Linked DNA regions of Sus scrofa: all the other regions are linked to region 4. Evidence: chromatin contacts called from public HiChIP or PLAC-seq data. All regions are on one chromosome and are shown on one strand. Each heading gives the region's core, a stretch centred on a gene start, on an enhancer-like site or on the middle of the called end of the contact. The rest is flanking DNA. Distances are from core to core; before and after follow the strand shown.

Region 1 (2,765 bases), core at 174-2,673, 220 kb before region 4:
TAAACTTTAAAAAATGTAACTTCTTTATCAAGGAGGAGTAGCTTTGGATGATGAACTTCATGAAAGCATCAAGATGATGAGTTCTTTTTAATTCTTAAGATTCATTTACTTGTGAATCTACAGGTTACAACGCAGGAAATATCATGATTCTTTTAACAGCCTAAATATATTTAAGAATAGAGTTAGTTTTTTAGAGCAGCTTTAGAGTCACAGCAAAATTGAGTGGAATAGAGAGTCCATAGCACTGCCTGCCCCCTTCCCCTCCCCCACTCCCTGATGGGCACAGCCTCCTCCACTATTAGAATCTTGCATAGGGTGGTACATTGGTTACAGTGGATAAATCTGCATTGACATGTCATTATCACCCAAAGTCCATAATTTACACTTGATAAAGCCCTAAATATTTTAATTCCATGTCCTGATGTGAGGCGTTGCTAAATTCAAATGTTAGAGAAATTGGCAAAATACAACATCTGTTAACATTGATTCGCCAAAGAAGAACAGAATCTAAAATTTGTTAAGCTCATCCAGTTTTTTTATTTAAAAATGATTATAGAGTCCCTTATAGTCTCATAACCCTTATTAACCTTAAGCCACTGCTTTTCTAGAATTACACATGGTTATAATCTGGTTTATGGTTTGTACTAAATGGAGGGCTGGAAATTTAGGATAAAGGAAACTTTAAAAATCGCTATTATTTTTATATGAATGGGTAAAATTTCCACTTTAAAACATCCTGGCCAAAAGTTTTGCGTGCCATTAAAGTGGATAAGTACAAAACTGATTCTTAAGAGGTTCGGATTTTTAAAAATTAGACATTCCAGATATGATAAATTAGGACCTAATAAGTAAAAGGACTTTATATGTTGTGTAGGGGGTGTTTTTTAATAAATGAAAACGAATAGAAATGCTTTTAGAAACGTCTGAGGAGTGTCTTCTTGCCGCCTTTGACCTCACTGGAGCTGTGCAGTAGAGAAATCTTTTTCACTTGCATCTGACAGTTACTTTAGGAATCCACAATCAGGAGATGGAAAACGAGGAAAACACCTAATTGCAACAACACTGAAATGATTTTCACTTTTGATTATTTAAAAATAATCCTAGTGTAGAAAGAGTCATCTTGGGGGGAAATTACGTTAAAAATTGAGCTAAGAAACTTGCGCCAAAAAAAGTGCTTCCTCTGAGCACCTGGAAACACACGCCTTTCCCGGCCCCGGGGAAGGAGCGGGCGGCGGGCGGGAGGGGAGCAGGGTTGGGGAGCGGCCGGGCTGGGTCCGCCTGACGCGGGCGGGCGGAAAAGCCGCTCCCGCGCCGCCCCCGCCCGCGTGGCCCCCGGCGCCACGAGCCCTTCCACCCCGGGGAGCCCCGGCCCGCCCTGCAAGGGGCTGAACGTGAGGCCCCGGGCCGCCGCCGACACCCGAGGGAGTGTGAATGCAGTGACGTCTCCGCCGGTTGCAGCTGCACAACAGGAAATGCTCTCGGCCTCCCCCTTCCTGTCGGGGGAAAGTGGGGCTCGCAGCTCCCGCCGCGCCCGCCCAGACCTAGTTTCGGGGCGGCCCTCCCGGGGGCAGGGGCGCTGAGGAGAAGGCACTGACTTGGCCGAGGCTCGCTTGGCCGAGCCTGCCAGGGGACTCACTGTGCCGGAGGTCCGGGGATCGCTGGCCTCGGGGAGACCGCTGCAGCTGTACAATAGGGAACCCCGGTCAGGTGGGCCGGCTGCCTGGGGGTGAAGAGTGCTGAATAATGCTGGCTGCAGAGGGCCTGAGCGGACTTGTCCTTCGCCTTGCAGAATGCACCTTCTTTCTCTTCACGAAGCCGTACAGGAAACCTCTTGTTTCACCCTCTTTCTAACTGTCACCTTTTTGCTTTGTTGTGGAAGCAAAGATATGAATGTTTGCAGCCAAGCACAAGCATCGTGCCCTTACACACTTCGAGACGGAATCATTACAAGAAAACTCTCCGGGTAGTCATGATTTTTAAACGTTATGTAGTTAGTAAATCTTGTTTGAAAAAATGCTTATTGTGAATTTGAGAACAGAAATGTAGCCCTAATTTACTATGCTCGAATTATAGATGGATTTAAAAAAACAAAACAAACCTTTTCTACTTTTTTTTTTTTTTTTTTTCGGCTATAGGTAGGATTAAAAAGTTGAAGCCAAGAGAGTAAATCCAGCCTTTTTAGTAACAGGTGTTTTACTTTGCATTAATGATCTTTCAAGGTACATTTTAGAATCAGTGTTGAGCTTAATATTCTATAATTTAGTAACATGAATCTTGTATGTTTTATATACTTGTGAGCAAGGTAAGGGAGAATAGTATCGTATCAGCTGCGCAGTCATCATTCTGACCACTTCTCTGCTTCTCTCCTTGACTCATGAATAGGCTTTGTAATGGTAGATTGTTCTTTTGGCCCCACAGCCAAAATGCCAGAGTTCACTGGGAGGTCTGCTAAGGTTTCTTATATCAAAGACTTGACAGAGAAAGGATTTAATAGATGAAGCTATGATTTAGTAGTTCATAGTAAACCTAGAAAATCATTCTAAATTGCGCCATACACTGTTCACATGTTTAAGTTAAACCGAGTCACAAGACTAATGGCTGACCTATGCTTATATAATTGTTGCCTAAATATTTTCCTTTTAAAAAATCCCCACAGGATCATTAGAAATGTATGTAGTACAATGGCATTTCCCTTGGGATGCTTTCAGCTGATTTATGCAATAAGGAAATTAAAGAGGGCTTGAGTACACTTGGAATAAGAGCTG
Region 2 (2,715 bases), core at 170-2,669, 240 kb before region 4:
GCCTTAAAAGCAGAACCACAGTTAATGTCTTTGGCCCGGAATTCCAGAGACTCATTTCCACCCCTCCCACGGAGTCACCTGCTCAGGGGGAACCCCGGCCAGAAATCCGGGTCGCGCCAGGTCAAATCTTGCGCGTCTCTTGTTTACTCCGCCCGGGGCAGGGCGGCGGCGCGGACGGGGGGCGGGGAGGGCCTATCGGGCCCGCGGCGCCGGGGCAGTCAGCTCTGCTCGGCTCTGCGCGGCCGCTGGGGCGCCCGGGAGGGGTGGCGCACGTTCCTTGCCCGGCCCGCAGACCACCCGGAGGAGGCGCTCTGAGAGTACGCCCGGCCCGGTGGCCATCCTTTCGCCGCGCTCCTGCCGCCGCGGCCGCCTGGGAACCTCCCCTAAGGGTGCACACAAGTCCACACAGGCAGGGTAACGGCTCGAGGGAGCCCCGGTGTCCCCCGGGTGTTGCCGGGCCGGGGAGGAAGCCCAGGGCCCCGGCCCCCACTCGCCTGGGATTCCCCCGTCCCCCGGCCCCGCTGTCCCCGCGCTGGGTGTGATTTCACTCGCGTCCCTTCGGAGGAAGGGAAGCTCGCAGACTGGAGGCGGCCGCTCGCCACAGGTCTCAGCACTGCCACCAGGAAACCGGCAGCTGCTCCTCTCGCAGCTGCTCAAACCGATTTGAATACCCCGGCGAGGGCGGGCCGCGATCCCCGAGCTGGGTGCGCCCAGGGCACCCTGGTGAGTGACCCCAGCGAAGGCAACTGGGGCATTTCGAGCGCGTGAAAAGTTCATGCTTCCGCAGGGGCCCGGAAAGTGCTAGTAAAACACTTTGCAAAGCTCCACAAACGCAGCCAGGACCTACAATATGATTTTATTTTATTTTTTGACCGATAGCATTAATGTTGCATAGAGGCGGGGCCACAGAGAGAAAAGGGATCGGAGGAACCCGGACAAAAATCATAAAGACAATTCTAATTAAAGACAATACGAATTATTCTATAATTCTCTTTGTCTTCTAGATGAGGAAAGATCTGGGAAATGGGAAGATAGGAGTGGGAGGGAGGAGGTTTCCGCATCCCTAAAGGAAATTCTCAGGCTCCTAGAGACGCCCAAGTTTTTTTGCATGACAAGTAGAGACTGGCTCTCTGGGGAGATCCCTGGATCCGAGCGAGCGGGAGCGCGGCTGCAGCGGGGCCGGGCCTTGACTTCCCGGTCGCTTCCCTCCCCCGTCGCGCCGCACAACCCTCTCCGCTCGCCGGCTCCAGACTGGTTTTTCTGGTTCGGCCTCCCTCCCTGGGACGCGCTGGGGGATCCGATGACGTCGCTGGCTGAGTCTCTCCCTCTTCCTCCCTCCCTCCGCCTCTCCCCCCGCCCGCCCTCGCCGCGCACTCCTCCTAGTAACTTCTGTTCGGGGAGGCGCTGCCAGGAATAACCCCGTGCGTCCACAGACCGGGAGGGGAGGCGGCCGCTGCGGCTCCCGCACGCAGACTGCTGCGGCCCGGGCCTCGCGGCTCCCTCCCGAGCCCGGCGGCCCCTGTCCCGGGACCATCTCCGTACAGTGTCAGAAAAATAAATAAAGGAAAGAGGAGCCTGGGCAGGCGGTCGGGATCGCTTCCCTCCCTCCGTGCCCGCCCTCCCTCCCTCTGTCCTTAAGGAAATGCTACCAGACACCCCCCACCAGACACGCTCAGCCTTGGCGAGGAGCGGCCGCCGCGGCAGCGAGAACAAGGGCACCAGGGGGGTTTCCTCCCCCTCCTCCTCTCCCTCCTCTTCCTCCTCCTTCTCCTCCTCCTTCTCAGCGGTGACTTTCCAGGTGAGCGGCCGCCGCTGCTGCTGCTGCTGCTGCGAGGATCCCCCTCGCCCGCTCGGGCTTGGGCCGCCGCGTCGCGCCCTCCTCCGGCTCCTGTCACCCGGCGGCGGCCGGGAGCTGACAGCCGCCCTAGGGGCTCGCGGCCCAGAGGCGGGCGGCCGGCGGGAGGCGGGCTGGAGGTGAGGGGGGTGGAGAGGAGGCAAGCGGGGCGCCACCGAGCGCTGTCTCTCCCCGCCGGAGGAGGGTCTCCGCAGAAACATCCTCGGTGACTGTGGCACAAGTCTCCGCCAAGTTGTGTCTTGGACGTTGAAGCTCCTGGGAGCCCGGAGCAACTTGGAGGGTCTCCCGGCTCGTTAATCATATTCCTACACGTCTCGACTTTGGGGTGCTGGGTGCAGCCTTGGGGTGCGCGGAGGGCGGACCAACCATTCGGGTGAGCAGAGCGGCGGGAATCTAGGTTCCTCGGCTCGGTAAGTGGCCTCGGCGCGGTGTTTTTCCTGCCTCCCTTAGCATTAGCAGCTCGTTTCACTTTACAGCGAAATCGCCGCTGCCGGACCCCATCGCCCTCCCGGCGCGCGCCCTCGGCCCCTGGTCTACGGCGCAAGGGTGAGGGTCGGAGGGGGCGGGGATGGGGGAGACCTCAGGTGGGGGGGTCCGGCGCGTTGGGAAATGCGGGGAATACCCTGGCCGAGGATCTATGCAGATGAGGGGTGGCTGCTTTGCGTAATGTCCTGGGGGGAGGGGGCGGCGCGGGAGCGCTGGAGGCAGGAATGTGCCTGGTTGCTAATGAGGGACGTGCACCGGCGCGCACCGCCCGGCCACCGCTGCGGCTGCCGCGGCCGCTGGCCGCCCGTCGTCAGGTAGCGGGGGAGGGGGCCGCGCGGCGCGGGTCGGGGGCGGGCGGGAGGCACGAGGGCCGG
Region 3 (2,700 bases), core at 59-2,558, 190 kb before region 4:
GATCATAGAACAGGATTGTTACTATAAACAATTAAATTGGCTATTTTATTTTCCTCCAGAATATCAGCTCATGCCAGTGAGTTATCAAGGCACCCTTCGCTCTCCAAGATAATTAGCCCTGTGCCTAGGGTCGTCGTGAAGATTCCTAGAGGAAGGGAGATAGCACTTAGAATAATGTAGTTTTAATAAGATTACAGAGAGCTTTATTATTCTCTGTTGAATTACCTGTCGCTGAATAATATATGGCACTTGCTACAGAAATCAGACTCCTCCACCCCAAATCATAGCTGGAAGGTGAAACAGGACAAAGAGGTTATGAGGCTGACCTAAGGGAAGAGCTGACCAGCTGTGGAATAGGATGCTCCCCTCTGCTCTCTATTCCCTGACTGTTTCTCAATTGAGTGGAAGGCGTACAGGCTTTGAAGTCAGACCTTGAGTTCAACCCCCTGCTCCATCACTTCCTAGTTGTGACTCAGGCAAGTCACTAAACCTCTGTGAGCCTCGTGCCCCTGGTCTGCAGAGGGGAGTAGCATCAACTTGCCTGGCAGAGTTGTGGGCACTGGAGATCACGTGTGCTAAGGACCTGCCCAACAGCTAGCTGAACGTTATTTTTCTCATGATTATCCTTTGCCAGATTTCAAGGCAACTTGAATTACACACTTGCTGAATAGGAATACTAACGCAACTAATAATAGCAACCCTTTAACTGAAGGGTTCCATGTGCCAGGCATGCTTCCAAGTACACTACGCGTATGAGTATCTTATTTAATCTCCAAAACAGCCTGATGATGTAGGTATTACTGTTACTGCCGCCGAGGCTCCAGGAGTATAACCAACTTGCCCAGGGTCACCCAGTGAGTTTGTGGTGAAGCAGGTTTTCAAACCTGGGCACTTGTGACTCCGGATCCCACTTTCCTCGTTACTGGATTATTCCTGCTCCCCCCTGGCCACTTCAGGGATGTGGGACAGAGGATGAAAGGACTGGTTGTTTCACAAGAATTGTTTTTTGAATGGGGTGAGGATTTGCTTTCGGAATCATCACCATTCAGGTAGACATAGCGGAAGGGGCCAACACTCACCCATCACGAAACTCTGACGTGTGTTAGGAAGCCTTGCCGAGCCCCACTTTCCTTCTTTGTACAGTTGGTATACCTGTCAGGCTTGGAGGGAGCATTTAAATGGGGATGATGACTGGTGAGCACAGCCCTGGTAGCCACCCCCATCTCTAATCTCTCCTCCCCACTCCCTTCTTAAGTAGCAGCCTGGCGCTGAGGACAGAGCCTTGGGGCATGCCTGCTTTCATTTTCCATTTTAAACCAATGGGGTGCTGTGTTATTCAGCACTTCCATGTTTGAAACCAATCATATTATAACACAGGGTATTACAATCGATCCCCTTGAAAGGGGATGAAAATATTTGCTCACACACCTTACTGATCTAGTCCATACATCCAATAAACTGCCTTAGGTGACCACGTCACATTGGTCTTTTCATTGATTTGTGTTCTGTGTCTGGATAGGGGCACCCAGAGCACAGTCCCTTTAAGAACCACTAGCCCTCAGCAAAAATAACCTAGAGCAGCTCAGGTTACTGCCAGGCTCCGAAGACTCTTCAGGGGGTCAGGTTGCTTATTTCTCTGGCACCTACCTCAGCAAGGATGTAGGAGAACTTTCTTTATGTCAGCAGAGGGAGTCTGTGTGATTCTTTGCAATGGAGTCCCCACCTCTAGCTGGGTGCCCTTACCCACGACTTCTGAACTTGCCCCCTTCTTCACGATAGGAAGGTTTTGGGCTGGACCACTTAAATAGCATTAAATTAATTGTGACCCTGTTCCTGGACCTGGATGTAGGAACCTGTCTTTCCTATCAACCTTGAGTTTTGGACTATTTCTTTGAAAACAAAAACAAGAAGATAGCAAGAGCCATGAAAACAAACACACACCTGCCATCCCTGAAGTGAGAGCGTGGCAGTGCAGTGAGAGGAGGTCACAGGAGGACACGCCCTTTGCCCTGGACCCCCTGTGCCTGCACACCTCTGTCTCACCAGCCTTTCTTGTAGAGGAATGTTTTTACTGGCTGTACATAAGCCCAGGAACCAAAGGATAAACAGGGCCCAGTTCTTTATAAAGATAAACAAAAAACAAATGAAATTAACTCTTCAGTTGGGAGAGCATAGTGAGATCTCCTAAGAGGCAGTACAGCATGGGAGGGGGCAAAGAAGAGCTAGGGCTTAGACCATCTACTGAATTAGCTGAGCTGCAGACTGATAAGACTTTTACGGGTTAAATGGTATCTGTGAGTGACTCACCTTCTGTAATTGTCCTAGAAGGAAGGCAAAGCTCAGAGAGGTTGGATGACTTACCTAAAGTTACTCTGCTGGTTGTTATAGGTCTGGACCCACAGCCCAGGTGCACACATCATTGCTCTTCATCACACTGTAAAGACAGTGTAAAGAGTTACAATCTCTCCTAGTCCCTATTTCCTCATCTGGAAATGGGCATTCTACTACCTGGCGTAACTTCTTTGGAGAGTATTGCTAAGATCTGCTAAATGGGTGTGGACAGAAGCCCTTAAAAACTATTAAATTGCTTATTAATTAGTAGTAAATTATATATACATATGTGTATGATGAGATATGTGTGTGGTGTGATACCTAATATTTTGTTAGAACTTTTGGGAGCATGTTAACAAAAATCTGGAT
Region 4 (2,808 bases), core at 139-2,638:
CAAGAACTGGGACCCTCAGAGCGGCAGCCATTGGTCCAGGAGTAGCTGTGAACACTCAGAAATCCACGTGGACTTCATAAGAGCCAAAGGGTGGGGGTGTCAGGTAGACTTCCCCTGGAAGCGGAGTGGGGGCAGGGATTAAGGAGGCATCTCTAGACACACTCACTATACCAGACCAGCTGGAAGGTGGCTTCTTGTGTAACCTGTAAGGTAGGGAGATTCAAATAGCCTACCCTGGGCATGCTCACTGTGCACATGCTCGCTGGCAGAAGGCCACTGGAATCAAGCTAGCTCCTCTACTTAAGAGGGGAGATGAGAACCAAGATTTCCCATCAATCACTGATGCCCTGGGATAGACTCTGGAAGGCTCTGCAGTCTCCCTTTCCTTCACTGCCTTCTCTCATTGGTTGTTTGCATGGCATGGTCCACTCAGGCTTACAAGAAGGAGGATTTATAACAATGTAAAATACACAGGGTACAAAAGAACACCTGGAAAATTAAAGCGGCAATGAGGAAAAGTTTCTTTCCCTCTTCCTCTTGTTCGACTTTCCCCAACTGATACACAAAAGCATATGATGAAATCAGCATTCAGAAAAGAAACACCTTAGAACAATTTATATGTTCTCCTGGTAGAGCTAAAGGGGCATATCAAGTAGTTCTCACTTACGGTTTTACGAATTACTCCACTAGAGCCAAGCCAAATCCAATCAAACTCCATCTAGCTTGAAGTTCCTATTATATAAGGTTTTAAGGGCTATAAGCTGGAATTAAAGGCACAGTAACAGAAAGAGCCAATCAGAGGGAAGCCTCAAAATAGCCTGGTCCCTGTGGAAGGCCAAGGCAGATGTATTTGTCCAGCTGCTTGATGGAGAAGGCCCTGAGGCCTCTCACTCACTCACCAGAGGCCCGTAAAAGGCTCACCTACAGCTGCTTATGAAATTGGTTCCTTGTAAATGAAAGTCGACCGGGAGTCATATGGGCCAATGGCAGCTGGACAGGGAGGTCCCAGGTGCCAAAGGGAGCAGGAAGTGGCCAGGGGCCAGGGTAAACAACCGGGGGCAGAAGCTGAGGTGAGTATCTGTCCCAGGATAGCTCAGCGAGGTCCTGCTTTCCAAGGGTTTGGCCAGGGCCACCTGGTTTATTTTCAGTTAATCTGGGTATGCCCTCCTTGACTCCCTGAGCCTCACATTTGCATGTCTACTTTAAGAGACCCTAACAAGTACACATAATAAAATGTTAATTTATGCCTTCTGCTAGGGTTGGAATTGAGTGTGGCTTGATTCAACTGCAAAACAGAACAAATCTGGAAATTCTGGCAGGCAGAAGAGGAGGGCGGAGGGAGCACACGCTCCTCTGAGCTGTGGGAGGGAGGCTGAGAGAGACTGGAAACTTCCTGGCGTCAAGTTCCCTTCAGACCCCAGAAAGGACTGTCTACCGCAGTTGAACCCAGGTTCCTCCGCACAGCTGAGCGATGGCTTTTCTGTCCCCATAGCCCTGAGCCCTGACATTGCAATAGTGACAGCCCTGGGCACATAGTAAATATCAGGGAAATTGATTAATAATCCTGGGAATGTTCTGAAGTTGAAGCCTTCCTCTCATGTTTTGGAAATGGTCAGGTCTCTGCTTAGCTCTCTAAGAACTCCACACCCATCTCCACATTAAAGGAGAAAGCCAGCATACATACGATGGCCTGGGTTATTCTAAAAAGCCATCCCCGTGGGTCCCTGAATTCGGACCCTGGACCAGTGTGTATTGCCTCATGCAGTCTTCTGTGAACACCTCTTTCCATTCAGCTTTGCCAAGACCACCCCATCCTAGTGCCATTCCTGAGGCCGATACCCCTATGTGTCTGAAACTGGCCCTGCTGCTAGGGATAAGAAATCCCTTATATTTAATCCCTTCTTTCCCATCCTTATTAACAGCAAACTGATATTATTGCAGGATTAAAACACACCCATGGAATTCTGGACAGTCATGGTAAACACCTTTGGGAGGCCAGGACACTGTGGCGTCTGTACAACGGGAAGCTCAAGTAACTCCTCACCAGGAACCCCCAACCTCCATCAGAGATTGCGTCAGAGCTCCAAGCTGGACAATTATATTCTTTCTCTTAGGAATTTGGAATTAAGGGAAGCTAGTCAACATCTAAACTGGGCTCAGCCATGCATTTTGGAGCAGTGGTGGTCATCTGCAAGGAGAACTGGAACAAGTTAGTTTTGAGGGGAAAAGAAAACACAAATATGCAGAGTAAAACAGAGTCAAAAGAGGGCTGCTTACACTTCTTTCCAGCGGGTTCTGAAGATGACTTGGCATCTTTATAATAAATATCTGTATGTAGATTAGCCTAATTGCTTTCTGATACATGTAACCAAAAAGACTTTTAAAAAAGGACACTGGGAGTTCCCGTTGAGGCTCAGTGGCTTAAGAATCCAACTAGAATCCATGCCGATGAGGGTTTGATCCCTGGCCTTGTTCAGTGGGTTAAGGATCTGGTGCTGCCACAAGCTGTTGTGTAGGTCTCAGATGTGGCTGGGATCTGACGTTGCTGTGGCTGTGACATAGGCCGGCAGCTGCAGCTCTGATTTGACTCCTAGTCAGGGAACATCCATGTGCGGCAGGTGTGGCCCTACAAAGGCAAAAAAATAAAAAATAGAATTTAAAAGAAACTAGCAAGTTTCACCATAGACATCTGTGTCTTCGATCTGCTCTGCATTCCTAACCTAACCCTTTTTCATTGTGTCTGGACTCTATGACTCTACTCAAGGCATGACGCAGTTCTCATTTGCCTATGTCACCATGACAGGACCC
Region 5 (2,700 bases), core at 100-2,599, 150 kb before region 4:
TCACACAGGACCCCGCACAGCGCGCTGCTCTCGAAAACTGCAGTGTGATCCAGGTGACACCAAGTTCACGCCATGCCCTTTCTGCCACCTTGCTGAAGTTTGACTCTCTTGATTTAATTGCTTCAGTGAAAAAAACAAATGTCGTTCCTTGTCATGCTAAATAACACTGTTGGTTGTTTGTAGAATTTCTCTTCGAATGGCATGGTAGTTGGCACGATTTGTGCTGCAGCCACTTGCTTAAACACATCAGGAGCGCACAGTTCATGTGTAATAAAAGTTACCGCTGCACAAAGTTTCGAGAGTTTCTCAACTTTGGTGCTGTCGGTATCAAGGAATGTATAATTTTTCGTTGTGGGGTCTGTAAGGTACAGTGCAGGGTATTTTCCAGTGTCCCTGGCTTCTACCCACTAGATGACAATAGCATCTCTTCTCTGGTCATGACAGCCAGTGATAACCCCACGTACATGGCCCTGTGCCCCAGCGGGGAGATGGGGGGGTACAAAATCACAGAGACTAGTTAGCAACCAGTGTAGGCTAAGAATCAGTCTGAGAAGATGGCACATCTACCCGCTTGAAGCAGACTGTCATTAGCAACATACAGCTTGACTTTAAGAAGCCAGACTGAGAAAGTAAGGCTTGGGAGGGATAAATTACTGAATAATGAACCCTTCTAGTCAGTGATGGAGTAGCAGCAGAAACCCCACACCAGGGATTTCCCCTGCTGGCTTGTGGCAGGAATTCCCTTTCTCTTCCTCTCGCTCTCCACTGTAGGACACTCCCTTTTCAGGACGGCCCTGGCTTCCGATTGACTCACTTATTTCCTGCACCCTCCTTTCTCTTCCACTCTTTTGCCGTGTCTGTGGCCACTGGAAACTGCTCCGCCACTGCTGCCTATGCAGAAGCCTAGAGCCACTGGGATCTTCCAGCTGACGACCCTGACTCATCACTCTGATCCTGGAAAGGCATCCTGCTCTCTTACTTCATGATTTACTTCTTCAAGTTCTACCTAGATTTTCTTCTATTTTTATTTTTATTTTATTTTAACTGTAGGATTAGTATTCCCACTTCCTCAGGCTTTAAATCTCACTATGTTTAGTTAGAATTAATTTAGTTAGAAGTGAAGTAGTTTATGTTTTATTTTGTAATAATTCAATGAATTTTATTATATTTATGGTTGTACAACCATCATTTCCATCCTTGACTTTCATGGCCTGTGTAGGGAGAAGTGAGGAGCCTCTGGATGCCTGTTCTCAGTGTGACTGCTTTTTCTACTAGAAGCCATACCATAGAGGATGAGTAGGCCCTCGAATCCTCATATTACATTGCCTGAGGCTAATTCTCCATCAGGTTATATAAACTTTTGAAGGCTAGCCTGGAATGCCAGCCGCTATTTGTGACACTGGTTCCACAGGGACACATTCCAAATTTCAAATAGTAGGTTTGAAAGCAAACTTTTAGAATCCAGCTTTCTTTAAGTGGGAAGCACTTTGGCTGGCTGGAAGACGAGATGTCATAGCCCAGCTCGCACCTGTTTCAAGTAAGTTCCTCCCCCCAAACCACAAAAAGACCCTCGGGTGGGCAGCTCAGAGTCTCCTTTCCACTGGGACTGAACCTTCCCACCTTAAGGCCCAGACTTGGCAGGCAGAGGAGCTGGACCTGCTCTGGTTTGTTTCTTTGATGTGGAAAAAATAGGCATCTGGCAGTCTCCTTGGATTCCATTTGGACATGCACTTGTGTGTAATCTCTGCCAAATGTACTTAGGCTGCCAAAGTTTGCCAAAAGAGGGAAAGAAGAACACCTCAGTCTATGGGTTGAGATGCTAACTGCAAGAAGTCAATAAGGAAAAACTGGAATCTTAGCAAGTCTGGAAATAATAAGGGAAAGATGTATGTTGTACAAGTATGCAATTAAAGTAAGGAGAGTTTATCTTTATGTATTTATTATTTTAATTTTTTCCCTAAGGAGAGTTTAGAGTAATTAAAAGATAAGTACAAAAATACCTTACTCTTTGTTTCTACATCAAGTCACAGATGTTTATGTCAAATTTATCATAATGGGAATGTTTATTATGTTTAGACTAGAAAGATACAACAGAAAGACTGAAAGACTTGAAAGGATCTTCCAATTATCATAATCCTGTTGGTTTTCTTCCCCTTTCTCTCTAAATTTGTCAAATTGTACATATAAAAATATGTTAAGACTAAGGGATAAATCTGTGCCAAGTAGAATATGAGAATGGTGACTTCCTTGGGGAAGTTTCTAGAACATCTATAATGATGATTTTCCAGTTGGATTTGGAGTATCTTGGAATACCTAGCAGTTTTGAAAAGAGAGGTATAGTTGTGGTGGATTTAACACGTGTCTGTTTAATCACCTCTAAATTTGAGGCTTCAGATCAGGACAGGAGGCAGGTTTAGATCCCACATTTGAAGCAGTGTTTGTTTAGAAGAGTTGTCTTACTCAAGTTTTACAAAGCTTTCTGATTACACAGCATGCCTTTTGTTTGGGATTTATGCAATAACAACTGATTTTCATGTCTGTCCTTCTCAGCTCTCTAAGTCCCATGAGGACAAGAATGTGGCTTCAAGAGTACACAGTTGTTTGTTGAATGAATAACTGAATAAATGGGGGGGGGGACTTCATCATGAACATTTCGTAACAAATGCATAGTGCTTTTTTTCTGATAGAAAAATAAAATAC

The links. HiChIP or PLAC-seq counts read pairs in DNA pulled down with a chosen protein or histone mark.
Region 1: an H3K27ac HiChIP or PLAC-seq map of skeletal muscle shows a contact between it and region 4. The contact joins two enhancer-like sites. A contact is called at or near these places in 3 of 47 Hi-C or Micro-C datasets (adipocytes, embryonic fibroblasts and fetal heart ventricle) and 2 of 2 datasets of contacts at active chromatin or transcription factors (alveolar macrophages and skeletal muscle).
Region 2: an H3K27ac HiChIP or PLAC-seq map of skeletal muscle shows a contact between it and region 4. The contact joins the promoter of HIVEP2 here to the enhancer-like site in region 4. A contact is called at or near these places in 12 of 47 Hi-C or Micro-C datasets (brain, embryonic fibroblasts, fetal heart ventricle and 7 more) and 2 of 2 datasets of contacts at active chromatin or transcription factors (alveolar macrophages and skeletal muscle).
Region 3: an H3K27ac HiChIP or PLAC-seq map of skeletal muscle shows a contact between it and region 4. The contact joins two enhancer-like sites. A contact is called at or near these places in 6 of 47 Hi-C or Micro-C datasets (embryonic fibroblasts, fibroblasts, heart right ventricle and 2 more) and 1 of 2 datasets of contacts at active chromatin or transcription factors (skeletal muscle).
Region 5: an H3K27ac HiChIP or PLAC-seq map of skeletal muscle shows a contact between it and region 4. The contact joins two enhancer-like sites. A contact is called at or near these places in 1 of 47 Hi-C or Micro-C datasets (embryonic fibroblasts) and 1 of 2 datasets of contacts at active chromatin or transcription factors (skeletal muscle).

What each region holds. Positions count from the first base shown.
Region 1 is chr1:22,259,083-22,261,847 of Sscrofa11.1, forward strand. The region is part of intron 1 of HIVEP2 (transcription factor HIVEP2); the gene reads left to right. Among named protein-coding and RNA genes, the nearest start is that of HIVEP2, 20 kb to the left of the region's middle. Within about 2 kb of position 1,424, at least 62 of the 83 cell types and tissues checked have an H3K27ac peak or open chromatin away from gene starts, as enhancers often do. A contact at or near this core is called in skeletal muscle, where this site is marked.
Region 2 is chr1:22,239,262-22,241,976 of Sscrofa11.1, forward strand. It overlaps HIVEP2 (transcription factor HIVEP2), which reads left to right and starts at 1,420. Exons shown (of 10, transcript XM_021072421.1): 1 at 1,420-1,798.
Region 3 is chr1:22,292,248-22,294,947 of Sscrofa11.1, forward strand. The region is part of intron 1 of HIVEP2 (transcription factor HIVEP2); the gene reads left to right. Among named protein-coding and RNA genes, the nearest start is that of HIVEP2, 53 kb to the left of the region's middle. Within about 2 kb of position 1,309, at least 5 of the 83 cell types and tissues checked have an H3K27ac peak or open chromatin away from gene starts, as enhancers often do. A contact at or near this core is called in skeletal muscle, where this site is marked.
Region 4 is chr1:22,483,448-22,486,255 of Sscrofa11.1, forward strand. No RefSeq gene overlaps it. Among named protein-coding and RNA genes, the nearest start is that of HIVEP2, 240 kb to the left of the region's middle. Within about 2 kb of position 1,389, at least 21 of the 83 cell types and tissues checked have an H3K27ac peak or open chromatin away from gene starts, as enhancers often do. A contact at or near this core is called in fetal skeletal muscle, omental adipose tissue and skeletal muscle, where this site is marked.
Region 5 is chr1:22,332,857-22,335,556 of Sscrofa11.1, forward strand. The region is part of intron 1 of HIVEP2 (transcription factor HIVEP2); the gene reads left to right. Among named protein-coding and RNA genes, the nearest start is that of HIVEP2, 94 kb to the left of the region's middle. Within about 2 kb of position 1,350, at least 3 of the 83 cell types and tissues checked have an H3K27ac peak or open chromatin away from gene starts, as enhancers often do. A contact at or near this core is called in skeletal muscle, where this site is marked.